Linked DNA regions of Columba livia: region 2 is linked to region 1. The links are chromatin contacts, called in public Hi-C maps. All regions are on one chromosome and are shown on one strand. Each heading gives the region's core, a stretch centred on a gene start, on an enhancer-like site or on the middle of the called end of the contact. The rest is flanking DNA. Distances are from core to core; before and after follow the strand shown. Region 1 overlaps CYTH3 (cytohesin 3). Region 2 has its middle 4.5 kb from the start of CYTH3.

Evidence for each region. A called contact is a pair of places that touch in the nucleus more often than the background predicts.
Region 2: a Hi-C map of liver shows a contact between it and region 1, with 1.6 times the contacts expected there. The contact joins two enhancer-like sites. A contact is called at or near these places in 2 of 2 Hi-C or Micro-C datasets (crop and liver).

The regions. Positions count from the first base shown.
Region 1 is chr15:17,450,658-17,454,493 of bColLiv1.pat.W.v2, forward strand. The region is part of intron 9 of CYTH3 (cytohesin 3); the gene reads right to left. Among named protein-coding and RNA genes, the nearest start is that of USP42, 26 kb to the left of the region's middle. Within about 2 kb of position 1,849, at least 1 of the 3 cell types and tissues checked has an H3K27ac peak away from gene starts, as active enhancers do.
Region 2 is chr15:17,496,062-17,499,897 of bColLiv1.pat.W.v2, forward strand. No RefSeq gene overlaps it. Among named protein-coding and RNA genes, the nearest start is that of CYTH3, 4.5 kb to the left of the region's middle. Within about 2 kb of position 1,865, at least 1 of the 3 cell types and tissues checked has an H3K27ac peak away from gene starts, as active enhancers do.

The DNA of each region.
Region 1 (3,836 bases), core at 599-3,098:
CAAGTGGGAGCAAATCTGATGCCAAAATGTTCTGGGTTTAGTCACTTTTCAGCACTTAGTATTTTAAAAACGTGTTCTCTTTGTGGGTTAATGCATCATTGAGTACACATGACAGAAGAAATACTGCTCCAAAAATGCCAAACTTTTCCTGCATTTTCAGTTTAGACAAGAGCAACCACAGAGCTCCTCTTTCTCATTCCTGCTAATGTCCCACCATAGGGAACAGCTCCTCTTAGAAGCACACATTGTTGTCTCGGTCCGTTAAGCCGGTGGCTGCTCCACAACACGCCTGGCATTCCACACGTACATGATTTTAAAAGCTCATTTCCAGGAATGACAAGTGTAGATAAAGCATTCGCATGTTATTAATATACAGGCTTGGTTCCACCATAGTTATCTGGCTTCAGGAGTATGTCACCACCTGTGCATCATCCATTCAGCAGTGATTTAATCTCATTAACCCAGCTTCTCAGTAGTTGATCTTGTTACTGAACACCCGTGCATAAAAGAGTACTATTGATACACACGAGACCCCCAATTTGATCCAAGTCATATAACTAAATCCAAGGCAGAAGCATATTTTTTTAATCTTTTCGTTCTACTTGAGATAGCTGGGTTTCTTGTTTAATACAGAAATCCAAATCATATTAACTTAAAGAACCACTCTAGGAATATAATGGAATTTCTTGATAGTAGCCCACTGCGTGTTTGCATTGCAGACCGAGCACGTTGCACGCCGTGTCCTCCTCCTGCCTGGTTCCAGACCTACACGGTCACCGGTGCGAACTCTGCAGTGCTCAACACACTCAGTAAACTTCATGTTTCCACTGCACACACAGACATCTTAAGAAAAATTCAATCTGCAAGCAGGTGCGGTGAGGTAGGGGAAGGCAAAATAGTGCAAGATGCAGAAGCTGTGACAGAATGAATGGCTGAGTGGAGACGGTGAGGGAAGAACTGGTGGCACCTTAATACAACCACTGTGACAGATCCTTAAATAAAGCATTCCAGAAACAGTCAAACTGGCACGTAAGTCACTAGAAAAATTCCCATCACCTGGCCTGAGAGCTGGTTGAAGCATCAGGAAGTATTCGGGCTTGGAATGGAAAGCTGAGGAACTTTAGCTTGACCCACTTCCAGATCGCTGAATCAGCAGCCGCCCAGTCAAGCCGGCTGCCGGGACAGTCCGCGCTACCCCCATTACATGACGTGTTTTCATACACCCCATGCTCGTTGCCATGATTTTAAGTCACACTGTGCTCTCTAAAGTTAACAGGTTAACATGATTTAACATTTTTATGGCACAAAAAGGCCACCGTGTTTTTCGGGCTGGCAATAACATCAGCTGGCATCACACGTCCCGTTCACCCAGTTCTAGCAGAAACACAACTCAGCAGGGGAGAGGGTGAAACCAACAGGCACACAGGTTGTACCAGAGGCAGCTCAAACCGAGCAAGGGTGTCTCTCAAACGGTGGCATCGTGTCAAAACACAAGTAATAAAAAATAACCAGGTAATAACCATATTTTTAAAAGAAGGCTTAATTATAATTTAAGGCAGAAACACCAGACTTACAACACACCTCCCAGAACAATACGAAGCGCCAAGCAGCAAGTGACATTTGAGTTTGCCTGACAACATCCCCTCTCTTTGGAAAGGCCAGACTTCTCAAACCTGAAAACTTTTGTAATCAGTTCTGATGAAGCTTTTGTCATTAAACATTTCCCAGCCCCAGGACAGTATTGATGTTGAAGCCAGAACATTAAATATCTCCAGCAACATCCCTCCTGCTGCTCCCTTCGCCCCAGAGCAGCTCCAGCGCCCACGGGAGTCACGGAAATGGACCCCGGGCCCCTGCCCCACCGAGCCAGGAGTCGCTCTTCTCTTCCAAAAATAGCAGCACGGCAGGGCTTTTTTTCAGAATAAGGAACTGTTCTCACATAGAAGTCTCTGTCTTCCCGCCTCCCGTTACTTCATTGTGGCTGTCAACAGCACAGAAACACTATTAAAGCTTGAAAGGCAATCTAATCTGTACTCATCAAGTTTGCAGGGGTCACCATAAAACATGCATTTAATACGCCTTTACAATGGGCTAAAACCCAAGAAGCTGGCTGATAAGGCTCTGTGACCCGTACACGCTGCGTGCAAGGTTAACGGGTAAGAACTCGTGATAAGCAAACATTCTTTTCCTCGGCCGAGACCGCTGCAGGCTCACAAAACAACGAAGGGCTTCAGTACCGCAGTTCGTACCTTCCTCCAGCCCCCAGCCCTTTAAAGATTAAAACTGGAGGGAATTAAGTTAGCAGAAGAGGCTCAAGAAAATCAGAGTATGAATCCATAAACGCTTACAGAAGTGGAGAGATGGCAGTGTGTGCTTCTCAAAGAATGAGCTGATCAAAGGCATCTCAAACAACAAAATAAAGCAGCGTGATATCTTGTAGGTAGAAATCTAAGGAAACCACAAGAAAAGGCCACAACAAGGCAGAATGTGCAGAAGGAGGAACAGAAACACCTCACCTATGTAAGCCAACATACGATTATTTTTTTGCAACTCTGGGCAAAGTACAAACTAGAGAACAAGGTAAAAGAAACCACCTACACCAAATGGAAAAACAAGGGGCAATGACTTCAAAACCACCGATTTCGGAATTGAAGGCAGTGTTAGGACTAAAGGCAGCAATGTACCTGAAGTTAGCAAATTCTACCCAAATCTTCAGCGCATTTCTATAAAGTCTGAGATGGAAAGAGAGATGCACACTTCAAGAATGTCTTTTTCCTCTCAGTTAATTTAGATACCACTAGGTGGAACGGACTCAGCAACCGTACAATTATACAGATGATCGGATTGAAGTTTGAGGTTTTCTCAAAAAAGAAGGTTCCCGTGGCCGCGACATTAAGTGACAGAAGAGCACCGGGAGAGCCGGGCGGGCAGCAGGCAGCACCAGCCCCTCGGTCACCACGGCTGCTCCCTCGCCGCGGGCCCGGCGCCGAAAGCCCATCTCACGGGCCGACGCGCCGCAAGGAGCGCGCGGGGCTCGGTGACCGGCGGAGCGCGTCAGCACCGCCACGGTCTGCCTTGAACCATCCCCGCTCCGGTCTGGGGGAGTAATGGCACAGCTTCCCCTCTAGCCAGGAGAAAATATTACACAAACCAAGCTATTTGCCAAGAGAAGCTGTTTTAGGCAAGGAAACACCTCCTTGTGCAAAATGATTGTAACCTGGATATTAGGACAGAGGACACAGAAAATAACTTGAAAATAAAGCAGATAGCAGAAAATTTCATGGCACTAACACCACTGATCATGATGACACAGAAAAATCTAAAAGCTCATAATGTCTCCAGCTGCTCTAAGTGAGGATTCGCCAGCACTCAGCAGCTTCCAGTTTTTCACTTGTAGCACTCGTTTTCATTACACCATGCGTCGAACAATGTAGAACGGAATGATAATTTAGGTTTACCGAGATAAAAGGTGTCTATATAAAGGCAGCAGCTGAGTCTGGAGAGATAAAACCAGAACTGCTGTCTGGCCGCCAGGCTTGGCTCTCAGGCTTGCACAAAGGCACCTCTGAACAATTCAGAGCAGCAAACTCGCTCCGAGGTTCCAAAGCCAGCGCCGGGCTGCAGAGCTGGAGTGGTCTCTAGGACAGGTGAGTTTTGCCATACACAAAAGTTTCACGATACCCACGTCCTGCCCAGAGGATAATCAGCACAGCTGGAGTACTCGGAAGAGAGCCACAAGTAATAAACAGGAAGGGCTGATTATAAGAAAAACTAAATACAAAATACTGTCTTGATATACTCAGGGTTTGGGAGTTGTCTTTGTGTTATTTATAGTT
Region 2 (3,836 bases), core at 615-3,114, 45 kb after region 1:
AGATTTGGTAATTCAACAGTAACAGTGCCACTCTCATTAAATACTGGGTAGTTCCTTATCAACAAAGATGCTGGGTAGAAAGACAACTTATTTTAGGATGCATTCCAATGAACTGTTTTCTACTCACGTGAATAACTCTCTCGCATCTACTTTGTTTTCTGGAACTTTGATAATTCTTCTGTTTTGAAATACATACGACTTTTATTTTTCTTGCTGTATTAACAGGGGCTTCGGTCAACGGTTTTCTAAAGGTTGCGTGATCTTTTTTCTTTTCCTTTCTTTCTTTCTTGCAATCCCTTCTGCAGTTGTAGCTCTATTTTTACCACAAGTGTGCGTTGCCAGATTTATATCCACATGTCTAACCTTCTGTGCTGGAAGAACTTCGTAGTCAGTCGTTCATGTAAATAATAGGCTAATAGCGGGTCTGTTGAAATTATTTTTAGGGGAAAATTGGGCTTTCTCCAAAAACTGCTGTTGGCGGGATTGATTCCTTAATGATAAATGTAGTTATTTGCTGAATTTTCAGGTAATACACTTTGTCTTTTTATTTTTTTCCCCTCTTTGGATAGAGTAGTATCTGTTTTGATTCAATTTCCACTAAGTAGTAATTTGTCCTGTCATTTTTCATTTTAAGGGGTTAGAAGTGATCTATTATGACATTTCTCCCTACACAGAGAGTCAGTGAAGACAACTGAATCTCTTGCATCATATTTTTGTGGTTTAAAAGGCTCGTTAAATATTTTGCCATTTCTGTGAATTTCAATTTGAACCAGATTCCAAGTAGTAGTGAAAGAAAATGAAAATTACTCTTTACTCCTCCCCGCCCCCTTCTTTTTAATAATCAAGGAATTCAGGAGTAGGAAAGCCCTGTTGGTTATCACATCCTTTCCTCAGCAAGAGTGGATTCCCTTTTTGCTGCTCTTTATTTGTTAATGGAAATTCTGAAAAGATGCCATTCTTCTAAGAATTTTGCGTGGGTTTTTCTCCACTTGAACTTTTGAATCGTGTCCTGAATTTATTTGCAGCTTGTTTCAAATTCCAATTCTTGATATATTTGAGGTTGTGGTTTTTTGGTTTTGATTTGGTTTGGTTTGGTTTTTTAAGACTTCTAAATGAGCTTAATCTAGCATGAAATATTACTGGTTCTGGAAGTCAGCGCTTGTTTCCATTGTGTGACACTGATAGGGCCAGTGGTGAGTCATTGAGTAAAGAGCTCCAGAATGTCCCAATGAAGAAAACCAAATGCATTAAAAATTTTGGAGGCCCACCAACTCTGTAATGCTTATGATCTGAAATACGCTTTGCGTTAGAACTTGTTCTACCTGTATTAGTTATGCATAGTACTAGGCAGAAGCAGGATGCTTTCTAGCATGGAAGTCGTGCCTAAAATAGCAAAAAAAAGAGGACTTGGATTCAAAGGACGTGGACTGAAACAGATTGTGAGTGGAATTTTGCATGAAGCTTGAGAGGGTTCTTCTATCTCAGGAAAATGAAAGAGCTTGATGTAAAGTAGTCCTCCAAAGGAGCATGCACTGATTTTGGCCAGTTTCCCACCCTGAGAAGCAGCTGCAGTCTGCGAATTCACCTCTGCTGGCTCACTCCAGCTGGGGATGGCGAGATGTGTTAGCACACACCACTCTTTGGTCTCGCCAAGGCCTGGGAATCTGAAATTGCTAATTGACCCCAGGCTGGGAACCGTAGCTGGCTGCAAACCGTACGCGAGTCCTGCTCTAGCTGTGTGCCTGCGGCGGCAGCGGGGGGATTTGTTGCAGCAGTGCTGGTAACAGGGGAGGCCCCCACGGTTCCTCCCCCCCGCCTGGAGCAGCCTTCTTAACGAACTCCGCAGCGTGACGGGGCTGGCGTCCCACCGTGAGCGGGGCACAGGGAGCCACAAGCTGGACTCGCTCGTGACATACAGTGTTAGAAGGGTTAGACCAGGTGCTCTTGCTGATTGACCAGCGAGCGTCTGAAATGCAATTGCGTATCTCCACATGAGCTGGCTCAAACCCTGCTGCTGGCTAGTCAGCAGTGCACAAATCTGGGTTTAATAAATATGGAGCCATAAATTTAGGCAGAAGCAGGAACTGACAGCTAATGATTCTGACTTTTAGTGCCCTCTCAGCTGTTCGTGCAGCCGTTTGTGAAGCCATGCTGTAAATCAGATCACTCAATCCACATTTTAAACATTCTATCTCAAATAATGATTTTTATCCAAAATATTCCATTGATTAAGTTCACGCATTGGTCCCACGAACTGTTCCATTGGCACAGCTGCAGCATTGGTAGACTTTGGCACAGATGATGTGGAAAGAAGGAAGGCAAGCTGCTGGATAGTTATTTTGTCAGTGGGGCAATGTTGCTGCATCATTCAAACCTTATCTGAACCACAGACCCTCCATCAATTTCACTTTCTGATCTCTCGTGCTCAGCCCTTCTCAAACTTCCCGTAGTCAGACTTAGATAGTTGTTAATGTCTGATCTGTGCCATACTAGATCACCTAATGGTAATACATTGATAAAGGTCAAATATGAGCATGTAATTGCATTCCTGTCAAGATTAGCCAGCTATGAGTTATGGTATTGAGACCAAGCTTTATCTTGGCTTTATAACGGCAGCAGGAAGATGATACTTACTCTAAAATAAAATCATCAGGAGTAAAACCACTCTCTACTCCTTGTTTTGTGAGGGGTTTGCTTTGTAAGGTTGGGGTTTTTTAAATAACTTTGTACTCATGGGTTGAATTTGTACAAAGAATTTTGTGCCACGTCACCATCCAAAAACTAAATTAATTGTGTCATGAAATGGCCGTTGTATACTGGTGAGAATATGCCTTCAGCTTCCCTTGTAGGTTATTTTTTAATACATAGCCCCTGTTGAGTCCACGTGCAAAGGGAAGCTGATTCTTTGTTAAAAGGCAACGTGCAATATTTAAAATTCTTACTGTCTCTGACCACGAAAGGTCCCTGTTTATTCCAGCTGCCGTAACTGGAAAAAACACACGGGCTCTGAGGCAGAAAAACATCGCTTAAATCCTTTCTCTCTCATGACTATACATACTACTTTATTCTTTTCTAATCCTCATGGATATAATTGAGAATAATCCCATGCACGTCTATACCCAAACAAAAAGGTTTGGGCATTTTCTTACCATAAGAAGTGTACTTTCAATTGAAAAAGCAGATTTTCACCTTAATTGTCTTTCTCCTGCTGTATTTCTCTTTATAGTCTTAAAGAAAGATAAACTGTCTCTAAGTACAAGAAGCTGTTAGGCAAGGGAGAGTCGAAGTTAAAACTTGGCAAGCACTGAAATAAAGAATTTTTCCGAGGAAATGGAGGAGACGGATCCAATTAATTCCTTATGTAACTCCGTTTACCTCAGGGGAGTTGCACGGAGGATGAATTTGCTACCTTGTACCTCTGTGGTCAGAAAAGCATTTCTGTGATCTCAATCAGCAGTGTAAAATAATCATTCTTAAGAAATAAAATTGTAATTTAAGTCTGATAGAACTGCCATTGATATTTTTAGTCTATTAATATAGTTGTAAAAGAACAATAGGTCTACAGAACAACAACAAAAATGTCTTCATAAAAAGATTAGTACATGACGATTTGCAGCTCACATCCCTAGTAGCAGTTTTTTGTGGGAAAGAGGAATTCGTGCTGAGTTCACGGCTAAGTTGGGCAGTGACGTCAGGAACAGCTTCTCTTTCTTGTGAGTCCCGAAAGGTTTTTCCAGTTTGCTGAAATGTAACTTTGCCTTTTTTCCCCCAGTCTCATTCTTCTGCTCTGATGGCCCCTAGTTCAGTTCTCCTTTCGCCCAGGCTGCCTTGGGTTC